Linked DNA regions of Sus scrofa: region 1 is linked to region 2. Evidence: chromatin contacts called from public promoter capture Hi-C data. All regions are on one chromosome and are shown on one strand. Each heading gives the region's core, a stretch centred on a gene start, on an enhancer-like site or on the middle of the called end of the contact. The rest is flanking DNA. Distances are from core to core; before and after follow the strand shown.

Region 1 (2,700 bases), core at 95-2,594, 150 kb after region 2:
GAGGCCAAATGGCAGGCACTTGCTACCATTGTATGGAGACCCAGGTGGGCTCCTCCGGTGTTCGACGAGACCCAGAGTATCTCCCACTCCTTCAAATGAGAAGCCCAAGAACAAACAGTTTGTTTTTCTAACACGCTCAGAGCCTCTGCTTTGTTTCTAACCTTTGATAAAGCCAGCAGCCCAAATCCCCTTTCCTGTGCCCCTCCTCCCGAGAAAGGGATGGCCAGCCATGTGTATTTTTCACTGGGGCTCTCACAAAGAATGCTGCATATAATATGAAACATGTGTCATGGTGTTTGCTGGAGGGCCCCACCCCATGCCCTTCCCTGCACTGTGGGAGCCTCCGGTGTGGGGGGATGGGAGGGGGTCGGAGCCCCAGACACCTAGAGCATTTCTCCCGGAACCGGAACTGCCCCCACCTGCAGGCAGAGCTGGTACCCAGCTCCATCATCCATCTCATCTCACTTCCCCATTGGAGACCTTGTCACCCCATGTTTGCGTTTCTGGCAATGTGTTGTGAGCCCGGCCTCAAACTCAGATGTGTGAATTTCAGCTGGAAACGTACATGGGCTGCGCTCAATAACATCTGTGGGGTAAATTATAGGGTGAATAGGGGATGAACCGCTCTTCCTCCCATCTCCCGGAAGTTGGCGCGCTGTGATATTGCTGAAGGAAAGAATAAGTGCTCTGTGATGGGGCTGTCACTATTTTTGCCATTCCCTTCTTAGGAGACAGGATTGTTGGGAGCCCTGGTCCTTGAACCGGGAGCAGGTGTTAGAATCACCTGTAGGCTCGTTAAAGCATAGATGGCTAGCCCCACCCCTCAGGGTGTATTTTTGCATCTTTAACACGTTCCTGGTGGATGAGATGCTGCTGCTTCAGGGGCGTGGGAGCTCAGATGGTCTTTTTCAAGTGGGGTGCGGATGGAGCCCAAGAGAAAAAAGAAACAGAAGAGAGAGTGACTGTCTGGTGGTGTGGTGTCTGATGGTGTCTCAAGGGCACAGGGATCAGCATAGACCAGAGCCACCAGGACGGGCCTCCTGGATGTGTGGTGGTGAAGGACGCAAGGGATTTGGAAAGTAAAAGGAAGGAGAGCTTTGGGCGCAGGCCGGTGCGGAGGCAGTGTTGAGATGAGACCAGCCTGCAGAGGGAGGGGGACGAAAACAACCTTCCTCATCAGGGTTGCCTGGAGTTTACACTCTCCAAACCCCCTGCACAGAGCCCAGACAGCCTGGCAGGGCAGGGGTCACCTTCCCATCTCCAAGGAGGAAACCAGCACAGGGGGTCATGGGAATTGAGGAAGGAGGGCCCAGGGCCACAAGCTTTGGCAGCTTATTCTCTTACAACGGGTTGACCTTTCCCCTGTTTGAAAGCTCTTTGCAGCTGCTTTCCCCAGGGTGAGCAATGCAGTCTAAGCCTTGGCAGGAATCATGGTTTCTCTCACCTGATTTTTTTTCTTGTTCCAGTTTGCACTTACAAATGTCATCAACACAGAAACCACTGTTGCCCTCCTTATGCCATTGGCTGGTGACTGTCTCCTCTTCCTGGTTCCTAAAACCTATGAGGGTCACCCCATAGCCCTGGAGAAGAGGAGGGAATGGAGAAATCTGGACTGCAAATTCACCCTGTATCAGCACCACGTTTGGCATGTTTATACAGGAGATCTCACTTAGCCTACAGAGCCCAGGGCATGTAGAGACAAGGTCGCTGAAGCTCATGCTGAGGGTAAAGCTCAGGCTCAAGGTTAAACCCCTAGCTTGAGCTCTTGTTGTTAGCTGGTGGAGCTGATATCCAACCTCCAATCTGTTTGAGTTCAGATGAGCCAAATAAATAGCTGGTTATAAAAGGCCAGAAACTGGAGCCTTACCTGATATCAGTGCATACTGGGAAAAGGTTTCCAGAACACCCTGTGCTGTTTTTGCAGGGTCACACCTTTGCACATGCTGGCCTCCTTTCCAAACTTTCCAGCCTCTCCTGCACTCAAGCTCCCCTTCATCCTTCAAGCAGCCCCATGATGCCTCTGAGGTCCCCCACCTGCAGAGGTGCCTCTCTTCCAAGTTCCCCTTTCTTGTATTTCTCCTTAACATGGAATTTAGCACCATCTATCATAATGGGTGTTTTCTTGGGCTTTTTTTCAACTGACTCTAAACTCAACTGCATATGTCTTTTTGAATTACAGTTTTCTCTGGATATACGCCCTGAAGTGAGATTGCTGGATCATATGGCAAATCTATTTTTAGTTTTTTGAGTATTCTCCATACTGTTTTCCATAGTGGCTGTACCAGTTTACATTTCCACCAGCAGTGTAGGAGGGTTCCCTTTTCTCCACATCCTGTCCAGCATTTATTATTTGTAGATTTTTAAAATGGTGGCTATTCCGACTGGAGTGAGGTGGTACCTCATTATAGTTTTGATTTGCGTTTCTCTAATAATTAGTGAGGGGGTTCCCGTTGTGGCTCAGTGGAAACAAAACTGGCTAGTATCCAAGAGGATGCAAATTTGATCCCTGTCCCCTTTCAGTGGATTAAGGATCTGGCGTTGCTGTGAGCTGCAATGAAGTTTGCAGATGCAGCTCAGATGTGGCGCTGTGGCTGTGGCTGTGGCTGTGGCGTAGGCTAGCAGCTGCAGCTCCGATTTGACCCCTAGCCTAGGAACTTCCAAATACCATGGGTGCGGCCCTAAAAAGACAAAAATAATTAG
Region 2 (2,700 bases), core at 177-2,676:
GAAAAGCTGTCTAGGAAATCTGTTCTCTTAGTTTCCCTGGCTTTGACTTGCTGCTATTTGAAAGGAGAATGCTGTGTCTGATGGGCAGCTAGGTACCCTAGCTTCATCCAGAGCTGTCTTAGAGATTCAGTTACTCTTGCTTCCAGAAGACAGCAATTTTGCCTTCCTTTACCAGCCCACTTGTTCTACGCAGTCTGACTTGAGCTTCATTCAGCAGGCACCAAACTCTGTGTGCGGTACTGGGGAGAGGGTTTGGAGCTGATAATCTATAGAGCGGACTCATCTTTACTAACTATAACACCAAATCAGACTGTAATAGGTACTACAAGAGTGCTGCAAACCAAGTGCTGAAGGTGAAGTTAATTCTGTCCGGGGATCAAGAAAGGGCCCAGAGAGAAGGTGCTATTTCAGAGGATTCTAAAGCAAGAAAAGCATTTTGGTAGTTAGAGAAGGGATGGATGTGCAGAGACAGAGGGAGGCAGAGGCCAGGGTGTGGAGTGGGAAAGGACTATTGGAGAAAGGCCAAGTGGCTGGATCTAGGGATACTGAACCCTATAACAAGTCAGTAAAAAAAATCATGATCTAGAACATGATGGAAGATAGAAGGAAAGGTCCTTGCCTTGGAAATGTTTATGCTCTGTCTGGGGGAGAATTAATTCACATAGAAGACTGTGAAAGCACATGACAGCCTCTACTGCAAAGCGTTAGATTGCCCCCCAAGCTAGAGATATGCTAGCTCTGGGAGAGCTCTCCTGCTTCCCTGGACAGCTGCCCCCAACACTCAATACTGATACAAGCAGGCTGGGGGCCAGCCGAACTGGCAGGGATTTGGAGGGCTGGGAACTACAAGGAATAAAGTAAAGGTTAACACCTACACAGCATTTCCTATGTACCTAGCACGGTTCCAGGCGCGTCTATGGATTAGCTAATGACATCTTCATAATTACTCTATTTAGGAGAAAGTTATTATCTCCAGCTTACAGATGGGGAAACAGAGGCACCGAGCCACAGCCAGGATTCCAAGCCACAGGATCTAGTCCCAGAGCCAGTGCAGTCCTTTTCCTGTTCGGAGCCTCAGAATCTAGCCCAGTATCCAGTGCTGAGTGTTCAGATCTCAAAAAATAAACAAACAAACAAACAAAACAAACCCCCCCCAACAATTTATTTGAGTATTTTCAGGAGGAAACGATTCAAATCAAAACAAAGACTTGAAAGCCCCAAATATGTAAAGGAGGATAAAAGAGGAGAAACGCTTTTTTAGCTGTACAGCCTCAACGTTTGCCTGATCCAAGGCTGTTTCTTTTTATTTACATTTTTTTTTTCTCGTTTTGTGACAATTTAGTGTTTTTGAACGCTAGGGGCTCCCGGATTCTCTGGTTTGAAAGTAACTTTTCCTTTTAGGATTTTTTTTTTTTTTTTTTTTTGGAAGGGGGTGGGGGAAAATGTGGCCTTAATTATCCTACGTCTTAGGCTGCTTAAGGAAGGGGCTGTGCTTTCGGAATCCCTTCTGAGCCAAGTAAGGAGGTCCCTCTCTTTGCCTCTCTCTCTTTTTTAAAGGACCTCATGAAATAAAAGTGCCGAAAACAAACCCAGGCGATCACAGCGGCGGCGGCGGCGGCAGCAGCAGCAGCAGCAGCAGCAGCAGCAGCAGCAGGAGGAGGAGGAAAGTAGGAGTTGGGGCAGCGCTCCGAGGTGGCTGGGCTCCGCGCAGCTCCCATTCATTAAGCAACCAGCTGCGGAGGAAGGTGGCCGAGCGCCCGCGCTGCCCCCTCGCTGCTTTGCGCACGGACACGCCAGCTCCGCGCGTCCGGAGCAACGCAGCGCTGCAGAAGTTTCTGCTCGGGAGTTGACTCTCTTCCCCTTGGACTTTCGAACGATTCGGGGTTGAGACAGGAAAAGCGGAGGAGCACCAGGGAGCAGAAAGCACCACCGCCTGCCCTTGGAAGCGGGGCAGCGGGGCCGCACTCTCCCGCCGCGCCCGGAGAAGCCTCGGTCGGGAGGCGACCCCGGCGTCTGGGTGTGTGGCTGCAGTCGTGGGGCGTCTTGGCCAGCGCCATGCAAAACTACAAGTACGACAAGGCTATCGTCGCGGAGAGCAAGAACGGCGGCAGCCCGGCGCTCAATAACAACCCGAGGAAGGGCGGCAGCAAGCGGGTGCTGCTCATCTGCCTGGACCTCTTCTGCCTCTTCATGGGTGAGCCCAGCCCCTCTGTCCCCCCGGCCCTCAGCGCCCGTCCCAGCCCGGCCCGGGGCTGCGCGCGAAGCTCGGCGCTCGCTCCTGCGCGGGGCCCCGTCTCCCGGCCGCGCCGTGCTGCCCGTCCCGGGGGCCCCGCAGGCTTTTCCCCGCTCCCGGGTTCCCGCCCTCCCCGATCCTGCCGCCTCCCCGGCCTGTAAAGGAGTGTCGAGCGTGCTCTAGGCTTTCGCGGGCCACTTGGACACTCAATCTAAAAAGCTGCCTGCAGTTGGAAACGCAGGCAGAACCCCACGAAAGGTGAGGGCTTGTCCTCTTAGGAGAGGGAGGGGAAGTCGGTGGAACCAGGAGCCAGAGCCGGCGTAAAGCTGGTTGCCTTCCATCGAGTAAAACGGATCTCCTGGAGCGCCGGGCTCTTGCCTGGAGAGCGCTGCCTTCCCAGGGCCGAACGTAAACATCCAGCCTTTCCGCCGGGCTGCCTCGGCCCAGGACTTGCAAGCCGGCCTCTT

Evidence for each region. Promoter capture Hi-C pulls out the DNA fragments that hold promoters and counts their contacts.
Region 1: a promoter capture Hi-C map of liver shows a contact between it and region 2, with 3 times the contacts expected there. The contact joins the enhancer-like site here to the promoter of PLPP3 in region 2. A contact is called at or near these places in 3 of 5 promoter capture datasets (fetal liver and liver), 5 of 47 Hi-C or Micro-C datasets (embryonic fibroblasts, liver, retroperitoneal adipose tissue and 1 more) and 1 of 2 datasets of contacts at active chromatin or transcription factors (skeletal muscle).

What each region holds. Positions count from the first base shown.
Region 1 is chr6:155,950,552-155,953,251 of Sscrofa11.1, forward strand. No RefSeq gene overlaps it. Among named protein-coding and RNA genes, the nearest start is that of PLPP3, 150 kb to the left of the region's middle. Within about 2 kb of position 1,345, at least 9 of the 83 cell types and tissues checked have an H3K27ac peak or open chromatin away from gene starts, as enhancers often do. A contact at or near this core is called in fetal liver, liver and skeletal muscle, where this site is marked.
Region 2 is chr6:155,799,414-155,802,113 of Sscrofa11.1, forward strand. PLPP3 (phospholipid phosphatase 3) reads left to right here and starts at 1,427. Exons shown (of 6, transcript XM_003127971.6): 1 at 1,427-2,194. The coding sequence starts at 2,056.